2 separate regions of the Pan troglodytes genome follow, and region 1 is linked to region 2. The links are chromatin contacts, called in public capture Hi-C maps. All regions are on one chromosome and are shown on one strand. The core of a region is the stretch at or near the end of the contact, and the rest is flanking DNA. Distances in the headings are between cores, read along the strand shown.

Region 1 (6,840 bases), core at 650-3,149, 1.0 Mb before region 2:
GGAGGGTGAGAGTGGATAGAGCGCCCAGCGCGCCTTTGAAGCCGGGGGTGCGGATGCCGTAGCTAGGCTAAGGGCCCGCAACAGTGTGCCTGGGACACGTGCTGCTTGCTGTTTTACAGCAGGGTCCCGGGCTCTCTTGCCTTCGCTTTGGTAGCTTCCAGGCGAACCAGGCCACGTGCGGATTCAGGTCATCGCCTCTGTTGGGTCTCCTACCGGTGACTTGGCATTTGCGCCGGCGACTGGCGGCCACCGGGAAGTAAGGGCGCCGGGAGTGGAGGGTAAATTAACACAACTGCCTGCTAACCCCCCACCCCCACCCCCAGGCGGCAAAAGGGGGCGGGAAATGTGGAAAGTGTCAGAAAAGAAATCCATCAAGGCGAAAGCACCACACAAAGGCGCGCAGGCCTCGCGTTCCTCCCGCCCTGCCCTGGCCAGCTCCAACGCCGGTGCCCGGTTCATATGCTACCAGGGCTGGCGACTCTCCCGAGGCCCTCTTTGTTGTGTGGGTAATTGTATCCCTCCTGGGTGGCGGGAAGAGGGAGCTGCAAAGGAAATTGGAATGAGACCTGAGGACTTAACACGAGACCTCCTGCCCGGGAGCCAATGCCAGCGTCTAAAGGGGCTTTCCGGTAATAATCCCCACTTCATTGATGAGGATACTTATTTTCTCAAATATAAAGTGCCATAAAAGCGCATCAATAAGCACTCCCTGTAACCACACTATCCTTCTTAAGCCCTTTCTGTATACAAATTCTGGAAATTCATACAATTAATTACATCTCAGAAACAAAATAAATAAATGGGAGAGCGGGAACCCTTACAGTCTGAAGCTGATAAGTTTTTTTTAGGGGGGTGGGGTCAGGAGACACTTCTTCACTCCAACAAGGAAAAAGAAAAACAATTTTCTCATCTCAAGCCTTTACAGAGGTAGGAAATAAAATTAAAGGTAGATTCTGGAAATGGGTTTAGGAGCCTGTCGCACTTAAGACAGGGAAGCATAAATCCTCCCCCCTCTTTTATCTGGTGTCTCTTTTCCTTCTCTCTTTCCGGGACATGTCACCTCCTGACAGATCTCTTGCCTGGGATAAGGAGAGAGGTGCTCTCTCCTCTCTATGATAAATCTTCTTGCCCCCTCCCAGTTCCCCATCTCTTGCCGCTCAGGATGCCGCCCGCTCCCCTATTTATTTATTTATTTATGTCTCTGAGATGTAATTAATTGTATGAAATGTCAAGGCTCAGTCTCAGTTTTATGCACCTTTCCCGCCCCTGACTTCTCCCTAACTCGTCAATAGCTTGATGCAAATTTGGAGCAATTAGGGACCTTGAGTTTTCTAAAAGCTGCAATTAATGTCGAAATTTCCGCTGATTATAGACTTTGAACACAGCGCAGGGGGAAAGGAGGAGGTCAGATCTTGGCTCAACGAAAGCCGGGGACTGAAAAGTCTTATTCCTGCTGGGGCTCCTAGCTCTTCATTCCGCCCCCTGCGCTGACCCCTATCGTCCCACGGAGCAAAGAAACCACACACAACAGAATAAAAACAACACCCTGGCTGCGCGCCCCTCCTCCGCCGCGAAGCCCTCAACGATCGCCGCTGCTCGGACCTTGCGTGGTCCTCGCTCTCCGGTGCCCTGGGAGTCACCTAGCGTTCCTGACAGCCGAATGACCTCTGGCAGGGACGGGGTCAGAGCCCCATTTATTTCCCAGCCTCCATTATCTCCGCGCTCCCCCTTCCCTTTCCGCCAGCTCAGCCTCCCGACGTCCCAGCGCCCCCATCTTCCCTGCAGTTCATTTGATAGAAAATTGGGGCGGGACCTACTTGTGGGGCGCAGGTTAGTGGTATTGGGGTCCGCTCCCGCGTTCGAGGAGGTTGCGGACGAAGATGGGGTCGAAGACGCCATCAGCTCGGTCGTCCCGGGGCCTCTACTGTCCGGAGTCCTCGACTGGTCCGGCGCAGAAACAGGCTGCAAAGAGAAGCGAGAGCTGTGCGGGGAGGACTTCCGGGGTCCTGCACACCGGAGGGACTGAGCAGCCGGGGGCACGGAGGCTCCCCTTGAAGATCCGGCTCTGGAGAGACAAGAGGGAGGAAAGGCAGCGAGCCTGCCTGGTAGGGGTGCGCAGGGGTGGGGGCAGCGGAGGAGACGTGCGCGCTAGCTCCGGTACTGGGGCGCAGGGAGCGTAGCCCTGGGCCGCTCTCGAGTCTGGCGGTGCATCGGCGCGACCTGGAGTGAAGCGCCGAGACGAGGCGGGGTCGGGGTCGGGGTGGGGGGTCCAAGGCCAGTACAAGACGCAAGGGTGTGGGGGACTGGGCTAGGAGCACAGGGGAGCGCTCAGTGAGCGATTTTCCAGCCGAGCCGCTACAAGCCCCATTGGGCACTCAGCAGCCGGCGTGTGGGCCAGCGGGGGAGGGCGCACGGGGCGGGCATGTCTGGTTCGGTGTCTGGTTCCCGTTGTTGTGTCTGGCTAATTCCCTGGAAAGAAAGAGGCTAACTGCTCCGGGGACTAGGGACTTTGGTGAGACAAGGTGAGAGGGGGAAAAAGGCCCATATGTTTACGTTCTCCCTCGGACTTGGCCAGAGAAGAACCACAGTCACCTTGCACTCCAGACAGCCAGAAAGCAGCGAGTCGGAACCTTGCTTGCCTCCCTCTTATCCCAGCCGGTTTTTAGCCATCGCTAAACCTAGGGCGAGGTTTCGGTCCGGTTTCAGCGTTTCTCCTCTACCTAGCCCCCTGAGGACCCCAGATTTCTCGCGGTACAGATCCAGAGAGGGTGGGGTAAGTAAGCATGGGGAACGTCACCGGGGAAACGAACTTGCGCGCAGCGCGCAGGAGGCGGCGGACAAAGATCTTGCGCGGCGCCCCTGCTCGACTCTCGGCGCTGGCGCGATGGCGCCCGAAGGCCCCGGGACAGAGAGATTGCGGGCTAATCCGGGTAGATCGAGGACCCCACAGAGAAGGGCCCACCGGCCATCGCCTCCACACCCTCCCTCCGACCTCACTCCTAGCCCCGCGCGCGCACTCGCACAGCAACTCGGGCAGCGGGTCGACTACGGCCGCTGGGAAAGTAACAGGTTACCGTTCCTAGTAGCGCCTTCGGCGGCTGCTGCCCAGGCGCCCTTTGGAGGGACAGGCGCTCGCAGCATGGAAGCTCAAGGGAAAATCGCTCTTGCCCCACTTCAACTAGAGCCTCAGCCTCCGTGCTTCCCCGGGGCGTGAATCCGGAGGGCAGGGATAAGAAGAGTGACGAGGGCGGGGGGGTCCCTGCGCAGCGCACCCGTGGAGAGCAGGGACTAGGGCGGGCAGGAAGCACTCATTTCGGGAGGTTGGGTGGCCGGCGCTAGGATGGGGTTGGTTGAGAAGCCGCGGGAGGAGAGGACCTGGCTGAAAAGCCACGGTTGGGCGCTGGGAAGTCCAGGTGGTCGCTAGCTTACCCACCTCGGCTCGGCGACAGCGAGCCGGGCACTCCCGCCTTTCCTCTGCACAGCGCCCAGCGATCCGCTCGACTCGGCCCTGACAGGCGTAATCTGCCCGGCGTCACCTCCAGCTGCTTCCTCGTTCTCGCTAGTTCCCTCTCGCACGCGAGCGCCAGGAGAAGAGAGAGATTCGGAGAGGCGGCTGCACGGCTTCGGGGTAGGCGGGGGCAGAGTGGGGAGGCGGGGACCGGATCGGCGGGGAAATCACGAGGCCGTTGCTCGCGGGGGCAGCTAGTCGGCGGAGCGGCGGGGCTCCTCTGCAGGTGCCTGACCGCCTCTGGAGCTTTATAGGGCGATTATAAATCCAGCTCACGGTTTTGCGCCCGGAAGGAAAAAAAAAGGTCTTATGAGTAATCCAGAACGTACTCAACACGCTTTTTTTCTCCCCCTTTGGAAATAGGCAGGCTGTCGGGTGAGAGGAGGGAAAAGATAATTCCTACGAAGAATTCTGCCTTTCTGAGCGTTTCTTCTTCCCTCCCCTCCTTTCCCCTCTCCCATTTCCCCTCCCCCTCCCATATATTGTAGGAGACGAGCGGCGGCTTTGCCTCAGTCCTTTTCCCCGGGGTTCCCCCAGATCTGTGACCCTGCGACGCTTCCTTGAGCGAAAGCGCGCTTTGGGTCGTGTCCTCGTTGGCTCTCTACGGAGCTGGGATTGTTGTAACCGCAAAGGAGGCAGAAATGAGGGGAGACCTCTTAGACCATGGAGGAATTACAGTTTCCTCATCCAGCCCTGGGCCCCATCAAAGTACCACACCTGGCCACAGCTACCCAGTGCCACCGGCAGAGAAAAGGACCCCGCGTCCCTTTTGCTATGCGCTCGCTCCTCGCTTTGGCCCCCTTGGTGATGGGAAAAGAAGGCCTCCTGATTAATCACGTCTGAAGATTGATGACACGCACGAGCGCCGCTGCACGCGCATGGGGAACCCGAGCACAGAGGTGCCCCGGGAGGGGCGGACCAGCCCCCCTTGCCCTGGCCCGCTCCCCCTTCGATTTCACGCGCTTTAAGGATTCTCCCTTTGCAATATTTAGGCGTAGTTAAAAGAACCGCTGCGTTGGGAAAAGCCCCTCGCCGTAAAAATGCGTTGAAAGAGAAATTCCCACCAGAGGGCGCCAAGAGCCCAGAGACCGAGAGGCCCTGCGCTCCCGGGTCTCTCCTCCAGCGCCCGAGCGGAGCCCACACCTGGAGCTGCTGGCCAGACGGTTACGCGCCGGCTTGCCTCTTCATGCCTTCCCTCACCGCCCTGTCACTAGTTTAAGTTCTCCCCTTTCTTCTCCCCCAGTTTTTTTCTTTAGGGCAAAAATGTTGATGTCTGTGCGTGTCTGGGTGACACCGTGTAGGCAGTGATTCCTTTACTGGTATTTACCGTGGTCCTCCCCCTCTCCCCAGGTGGTGCAGCACGCAGGGGTTATTTATGCGCACGTCTGGGGCCTCACTGGTTCAGCCGAGGCCCGTCCGTTTTCTTTGAATGCCTTATCGCCTTTCACCACAACACAATGGAAACACACACAAAAATATTATAAATTACCGAGAGTTCCATAAGGGAGATCGAAGGGTCCGCCCTGGGCAGACATGGCCTGATCAGCAAGAGGGATCTCGCTGTGGGGTTTGAAATAATCGCGTTGCCTTTGGTACTAAAGAAACTACTGTTTTGTCGTCTTGTCTCCACCTGACGATAAAATCCCGGGCACTTTTTAAGGACACAAAAAACATCCTAAACGGCGGGGCGCGCGGTGACTGCAGCCCCGGGCACTGAGGCTTGGGGATGGACAGGCTGGGGGTGCCTGCTCCACGTAGGAAACGTCCCCCCAAACCACTCAACCGGCAGCTGCTCTGCGCCGCTTGAAGTGGGCGGCATATAACCAGGTGAAGCTCGGAATTCTATCCACCGGCCCTCCTAGAGCCTTTCCTAAACGAGACGGTCGCACCAATCAGGGAGCCAGCTGCCAGTGCTAAATCATTCAAGACGCACGGGGCAGGAGACAGGAAGGAGGAGGCAACACATCTCCCGGTGCCCCTCGTTCTTCATTGTCCAGCATAGACGCCCGCTCGCCTCAACCTTTTCCCAAAACCCGTGATTCCCTGGAAAGGAAGATCCGTTTACTTCACCTGTGGCACGAGATTGAGACATTTCCAACCACTTCCTCCTTTGACCCCAGAGTTCAGAACACCCCTAACGTTTTAGCCAATGAAATAATCTCTTTGGAGAAGGAATCTCCTGCAAGGCTAGGTAACGCAAGCTGAAGCTGAGTCCGTCCAGCTTCGAGGACACCCCTCTCTTTCTCCTTTATGGTGAGTAGGGGAGGAATGAAGCCTCTTGTCCGTCCTTGTTTAGAATGTTTAATTGAATATTAGCAATAATTGAAACGAATATTTATTAATCCCCTACTATGTGCCAAGCACTTATTTTTTGGAGCCTGCATTGTCCCTGCGGTTTATATTATCCTGCACGCCGGGAGTGGACATTCCAGTGAGGCAGGGAGAGGAGCGCACTTAGAAACTTCATAAATTTGATTTAATTTTCAATGATCTCCTCCTCCAACTCGGACTCTTGGGCGCAGCAGGAATGGTAAGGAATTGAAGGCCTGGAATTCCACCCCATCCAGATTACTGAGTTTTGAGGTAGGGCATAGATCTTTCAGCACGAAGGACAGCGCCCGCCCTTTTGGTCCCCACGCCTCTGTTTCGTTTGCTTCCGCCAATAGCTATGGGCCAACCCACCAGGCTCACCCCAGCCCTCCTCCCTCCTGGCAGTAACTGCTGTTTGTTTTGCCTAGTTGGGGGGTGAGGTATTTCGCCCACTGCTCTTCTCTCCGGTAGGAATTTGAACTAAGAGTGGCCTTGGTTGTCATTCGGCTCTAAACAACATTTGAAACCTATATTTTTGTTTATGTCTTTCACTCTTCCTTTAATCTTTTATCATTCCTGGGGGAGGATTCTCGGGATAATGGGGGTGGAAAAAAGATATCCTCTCCGGGGACTCGAACCGGTGATGAGGGGTGGCCCGGAAGGGAGTGGTGTCCGCCCAGCTGTTTCGATTGCATTTGAAGCGCTTTGAAGAAATGGAAACGCGGCGCTCAAAGGCAGAAGAAGGAGGGGGCGATGTGCGACCCCTCCAGTCTCTCTCGGGCATTAGGGATTTGCGAGCTTGCAGCCCCGGCTACTCCACCCTGTCTGCCGAGGATAACGTTTCCTTAGGTCAACCAGCGCTGGGACTTGGGAACACGACCCTCCGCCCACAATGCCCTTTATTCCTTTCCCCGTCGTGGGTGGATGGGGGATTGTTTAAAGATATTCCAACCGGATTTGGGGCCAAGCCTTTTCTGCAAAGGGAAAAACGGGTGAGTAGGAGGAGCGTGAGGCGTTGAAGG
Region 2 (6,676 bases), core at 419-2,918:
TCACTAAATTATAAACTAAATAAAACTTTATGTATTAACTTTACATGCTAAAACTTTGTATGTTTTAACTCATTTGATTCTCATAACAGATAACTTTGAATTCTACTATTCCTAGAAGTAGCAGCCTCAGACACTTCTCTACTTCGTCATCGTCCATTCACTCTTTTTCTTCTTCCTTTAATAATGCAAAGAGGTGTCCATCCACAGGCTTAAACGCAATCCTGCAATCCTTTTACTTAACCACTGGATCCTGCCTTCTCAGGATCCCAACTCCATCCAATATCCTCTTGCATTTTTAACCCCTCTCTTTCTATTAGCTCAATTCTTGTCAGAATTTGTCTCCTCCTGTCTTAAAAATAATTGAAAAAATAATAAAGCTTCCCCCATTACTAAGCATCCAACCATTCTTTTCGTAGGCCACCTTTCTCTTTCTCTTTCTTTTCTTCTTTTTTTTTTTTTTTTTTTTTTTTTTTTTTTTTTTTTGAGACAGGGTCTCACTGTCGACCAGACTGGAGTGCAGTGGCGCAATTTCAGATCACTGGAAGCTTTGCCTCCCGGGCTCAAGCGATTTTCCCACCCCAGCCACCCGAGCAGCTGGGACCACAGGCTCGCGCCATCAGACCCAGCTAATTTTTGTATTTTTAGTAGAGACAGGGTCTCCTTATGTTGCCCAGGCTGGTCTCAAACTCCCGTCTCAAGCAATCCGCCCATCTCGGCCTCCCAAAATGTTGGGATTACAGGGGTGAGCCACCGCTTCCGGGGCCACGTTTAATTGTTCACATTTACTCTTTCTCCTTCCTAAATTTCCATTCGTTCCACAATCTGCTACAACTTGATTTCTGCTCCTACTTTATGAAGCCCGACCTCTTTCCAGTATTTGACACCACTACCTATTCTTTTATTTTCATTTCCACTGTCTTTTTTTTTTTTTTTTTTTTTTTTTTTTTTTTTTTGAGACGGAGTCTCGCTCTGTCTCCCAGGCTGGAGTGCAGTAGCTTGATCTTGGCTCACTACAAGCTCCGCCTTCCGGGTTCACGCCATTCTCCTGCCTCAGCCTCCCGAGTAACTGGGACTACAGGCGCCCGCCACCAAGCCGGGCTAATTTTTTTGTAATTTTACTAGGGACAGGGTTTCACCGTGTTAGCCAGGATGGTCTCAATCTCCTGACCTCGTGATCCGCCCACCTCGGCCTCCCAAAGTGCTGGGATTACAGGCGTGAGCCGCCGCGCCCTGCCTCTCCACTATCTCTTCTTTGGGTTTCTTTGACATCACCACTCCTGTGAGAATTGCAAGCGACACAAATGACCTAAAAATTGGGAAACAAAGTTACAATAAAATAAGGCATGAGAATGGAGAAGGAGGTAAAGGTGAATGGAGATCGCTACTTTTTGAGCCGAGACTTGGGAAACAAGAAGAGTCACTCTGGGCCATACAACAAAGTGACTGTGACTTTCTCTCCCGCATCCCTTTCACTCTGTCTTTCCCCATCCTTTGAGGGCCCGCAGGTACTCATGGCAAACTAGAGGGTAATGAGCACGCGACAGGCGGCGAGGACTGGCTGTGGGTCAGCGAGTAGCGCAGGCTTTGCAGGCGGAGGGGATGGGGCAATGAGGCCCCCAGGTGGCCAGCGGAACCCCGGCTCAAGATAAACGCTGCAGCTCGGCGCCGGGCCGCTGGGCGGCGAACGCGTGCGCGCGTGCGGCCTGGCGCTTCCGGCACCGGCCGAGGTGCGGGTCGCTTCCAGAGGTGCGTGGTCGTAGCGCGAGGGATCCTGGGGCTGCTCCAGCAATGCGCCGCCGCCGTCTCCTGGGGCGGCTTGGGTTACCCGGGAGGTGGGTCAGAGGCTCGTCCCGTGCCCTGCGTCCGGGCGTCTCCTTAGGGCGCGTCTTCGGGTCCGGCCAGCGGTGCTGAAAAAGGGAGAAGGTTGGGGGTAGGGAGGAAACAAGATCCCAGTTCAATAGATTTCTCCGCAGATCCTGTGCCTTCAAACCCTACGAGTCCATACTTTAAAACAAAATGAAGAAAGTAAGGCTTAAGGAACTAGAGAGTCGCCTGCAACAAGTGGATGGATTTGAAAAGCCCAAGCTACTTCTAGAACAGTATCCTACCAGGCCGCACATTGCAGGTAGGGCGGCTGGTTCACCACGCCCCGGCTTTCGGCGTTAGTCCAGTCTACTCTGTGATAAAAATAGAACAGTTATTTGGATACAGAGAATGTCTAGAGAAATTCTGCCCTAAGATCACCTGTCGCGTTAGAGAGGCCTTCCTTGACACTGCAGCTCAAGGCACACCCTCCACAGACATACACACTATCGTTTTACTGTCTAGTTTTCTGCATATCCCTTAACACTGCCAGACATCTTTTTAATGTGTTTTTTTCTCTTCTCACATTACAATCTCTCTGAGGACAAGGAATTTGTTAGTCTTGTTCATACTTGAATTCCCAGTGCCCAGAAGAGTCGCTGGTACTATTTAGGAGCTCAGTAAACATTTACTAAATAAGGATCAGTTTCCCATTGCTACTAATTGCCTACGCAAGGATTCTTGTGCTATATACTCTGCCCTAGAAATGAATACCAGAGTTGATAGTGGAATGATAGTTTAACAAAATCAGAGTATGTGCTGTGTAAAGATGAGCATGCATATTTTAACAGATTTTCTGAGCATTAGCATTGTTGCTTCATGCCAGACATTGATACTGGGAGTACAAGAGAGAATACAGGACAACATATATTTATGTTACCGAAGTCATTGGGAAGCCTTAGGGGAAAAAAAATTTATTATTATTATTTTTTGAGATAAGGGTCTCACTCTGTCACCCAGGCTGGAGTGCAGTGGCGTGATCACGGCAACTGCAGCCTTGACCTCCAGGACTCAAGTGATCCTCCTACCTAAGCCTCCCGAGTAGCTGGGACTACAGGCATGCACCGTCATGCCTGGCTAATATTTTTTATTTTTTGTAGAGACAGCGTCTTGCTATGTTGCCCAAGATGGTCTCAGACTCCTGGGCTGAAGCGATCTTCCCACTGGGGCCTCAAGAAGTGCTGAGATTACAGGCATGAGCCACTGAGGCTGGCGCCTTAGGAAAATTAATTTTCTGAGAGTACCTGCAAGGAGTTTTTTCCAGTTCCAAAATAGTTGTTTCTAAGTTGCCAATGAAAGTCAAGGAGAATACATGTGTATTTACACTTAACTCCAAGATACTGTCATGATTCCAACCAAAAATTCACACAAAACTACCGTGTCTAGGTTAAGACCAGTTTTCTCAAATAATGACTTACTAGTCTTCTGACTGTAGGTTTTTTTAGTGGAATCCAGTTTAAAAAATAATAACAATCTGGCCAAGTACAGTGACCCACCCCTATAATCCCAGCACTTTGGGAGGCCAAGGCAAGAGGATGACGAGCCCAGGAGTTCAAGATCAGCCTGGGCAATACAGTGAGACCCCAGCTCTTAAAAAAAAAAATTAGCCTAGTGTGGTAGTATGTGCCTATAGTCCCAGCTGCTGATACTAAGGCAGGAGAATTGCTTGAGCCCTGGAATTTCAGGCTGCAGTGAGCTCTGATCCGCCACTGCACCCCAGCCTGGGTGATAGAGATAGACCCTATCTCTGAAAAAAAACAACAAAAAACTTCTGGATCCGCAGGAATCAGTGGCCAACAGTCCTTGCTGGGTTCAGATATCTTCAGGGAAATATCGGTGGTGGTGGTATTCATGTTTGACCTTCAGTGTATCTAACACCCAGTAGTTCTATTATCAGGTCTCATTTGTAGATTATGAATATATATGTCTGTAGATCATGAGTATATGTGTCTAAAGGCTACATTGTGGAGCTTATGGTGCTTGTGTTCTGGTGACAAACTTGTTAAAACAAAGTTCTGTGGCTAGGCACAGTGGCTCATGTCTGTAATCCGAACACTTTGGAAGGCCGGGGTGGGAGGATCACTTGAGCCCTGGAGTTCGAGACGAGCGTGGGCAATATAGTGAGAACCTGTGTTTAAAAAAAAAAGAAAAAAAAAGATTCTATGTCTTTGTGATGCTAATGCTTGTTTGATAGTGGTTCCTAGTCTTATAGATTTCACAGATAAGTAAAATTTCAAAACAATTTTGGAAATTGATAGAGTTGCCAAATTTATGTTGACAAAAAAGGATTTTTTTAAAAACTATTTACTCTTACCATTCTTTCTTAAAAATATTTCAGCATCAAAGAAAGAACCGATATGAGTATATGGCAATGTTTTTAACAAGCTGAGGAAAAACTAAACGTTTTGACTTTTTTTTATTTTACCTCAGAGACTGGTCACAGTTTTGTCATTCTTGGCATTGCTAGCAGAGACTGGTTTTTGAGAAACACTGGTGGGTATTAGCTTCCTTTATGGTGCCTCTTACTACATACCAAATCATTACCCCTTATCTTTTACAAAAATAATCTGGAATGGCATTTGGGGAGGACTAAGTAATGCAACACAAGAAATTATTTTAGAAAGAGTCATTTGCACAAATTAGATTTTAGTCACCGGCTTGCTTACTTATTCTTTTTTTTTTTATTTTTTAGCATGTATGCTCTATACAATCCATAACACTTATGATGACATTGAAAATAAAGTCGTTGCAGATCTAGGATGTGGTTGTGGAGTACTTAGCATCGGAACTGCAATGTTAGGAGCAGGGTACGTAACGCAATATATGCTATTTGGGTATTGGGTGGCTTTAATAAGGAGCATCAATGGGATTAACTGAATTATATTTATGAGACTCCACAGAATGAGATATAGGAAGCAAAAATCTGATACTGAATACATTTTGAATGGGCAGAAGATCTAAACAAACTACAAAAATTAAATAAAAATGGTGAAAGCAGCAGTTCCTTTTATACAAACCTGAGTTTCCAACCCCTGCCGGGTTTGGAAATTACGCTGTTACACTTGACTGGGCACAGTGGCTCATGCCTGTAATCCCAACACTTTGGGAGGCCAAGGTGGACAGATTACTTGAGCCCAGGAGTTTGAGACCAGCCTGGGCAACATGGTGAAATCCCATGTCTACAAAAAATACAAAAATTAGCTGGATGTGGTGGTGTGTGCCTGTGGTCCCAGCTACTTGAGAGGCTGAGGTGGGAGGATTGCTTGAGCAGTGCAAGATGGCACCACTACACTCACCTGGGTGGCACAGCAAGATCCTGTCTGAAAAAAGAAAAAAAAAAAGAAGAAGAAAACACTCACTCTTACTTTGCTAATTGGGTTAAAAAGATATATGGTTTAAAAAAAAAACAGCTAATTTTGGTTTTGTTTTTACTTGGGAGCTATAAGTCGCCACTCTTTGTATGTGTTTTGTATTTATAGGTTGTGTGTTGGATTTGACATAGATGAAGACGCATTGGAAATATTTAATAGGAATGCAGAAGAGTTTGAGTTAACAAATATTGACATGGTTCAATGTGATGTGTGCTTATTATCTAACAGAATGTCCAAGTCATTCGATACAGTAATTATGAATCCTCCCTTTGGGACCAAAAATAATAAAGGTTTGTAACAAGAATCGGGTATATTGGTATATTTATAGAAAAGATTTTAAAACCATTTTTAAGGCCAGGCGCAGTGGCTCAGGCGTGTAATGCCGGTGCTTTGCGAGGCTGATACAGGAGGATCATTTGGGGCCAGGAATTGGTAGCCATCCCGGGCAACATAGTTAGACCCTGCCTCTACACACACACACACACACACACACACAAATTTTAATTTCCCAAGTGTGGTGGTGCGCCTATAGTCCTAGCTACTCAGAAGGTTGAGGTGGGAGGATCACCTGAGCTCAGGTATTCGGGGCTGCGATGAGCTATGAATGTGCCACTGCACTCCAGCCTTGGTAACAGCAAGACCCTGTCTAGAAAAAATTAAACAAAAATAAAAACCATTTTTATCACTGTTTGGGCTAAGTGATTTTATCACTCTTCATTAAATAAACCAAGGCTAAGTGATGTTATTACTCTTCATTAAGTAAACCAATCTCTTATTTGTATAGTTCTTATAATTTACATTTCAATTTGTTTAATGCATGGCTAAGAAACTGAGTTTTTCAACTTTCATTTTTACAAATTTGTATTAAGTAAACAAAGATAGTCATGTCATTTATTGTATATCTCCCATTTGCTTTCAGGAATAATTTGCCTAACCCTTATGAATGAATACGAAACATAGAAAGAATTTTATACTTTCAGAATCTGTTTTTTAATGTCTTAACAGACCCAAGGGTTTCTACATGTGCCCATCAGTAACAGTGACTCACCGTGGCTGTTAATTTTGTGTGTACTGTGGGCAAGGAGGTTAGGAAGTCAGTGAGGGTAGGAAAAGACATGCATAGTTTGGCCGGGCGTGGTGGCTCACGCCTATAATCCCAGCACTTTGGAGGCTGAGGTGGGTGGATTACCTGAGGTCGGGAGTTTGAGACCAGCCTGACCAACATGGAGAAACCCCGTCTCTACTAAAAATACAAAATGAGCCAGGCATGGTGGCACATGCCTGTAATCCCAGCCACTAGGGAGGCTGAGGCAGGAGAATCACTTGAATCCGGGAGGCGGAGGTTGCGGTGAGCTGAGATCATGCTATTGTACTCCAGCCTGGGCAACAAGAGCGAAACTCAAAAAAAAAAGACATGCATAGTTTAAAAAGTACCCTGCCCC

Evidence for each region. Capture Hi-C pulls out chosen DNA fragments and counts their contacts.
Region 1: a capture Hi-C map of stem cell-derived neural stem cells shows a contact between it and region 2, with 3 times the contacts expected there. The contact joins the promoter of GAD1 here to the promoter of METTL5 in region 2. A contact is called at or near these places in 1 of 1 datasets of contacts at active chromatin or transcription factors (stem cell-derived excitatory neurons) and 1 of 1 other capture datasets (stem cell-derived neural stem cells).

The regions. Positions count from the first base shown.
Region 1 is chr13:72,860,007-72,866,846 of NHGRI_mPanTro3-v2.0_pri, reverse strand. It overlaps GAD1 (glutamate decarboxylase 1), which reads right to left and starts at 1,899. Exons shown (of 16, transcript NM_001034113.1): 1 at 1,818-1,899. The coding sequence starts at 1,899.
Region 2 is chr13:71,863,758-71,870,433 of NHGRI_mPanTro3-v2.0_pri, reverse strand. It overlaps METTL5 (methyltransferase 5, N6-adenosine), which reads left to right and starts at 1,668. Exons shown (of 8, transcript XM_003309325.6): 1 at 1,668-1,746; 2 at 1,974-2,125; 3 at 4,556-4,670; 4 at 5,343-5,524. The coding sequence starts at 2,017.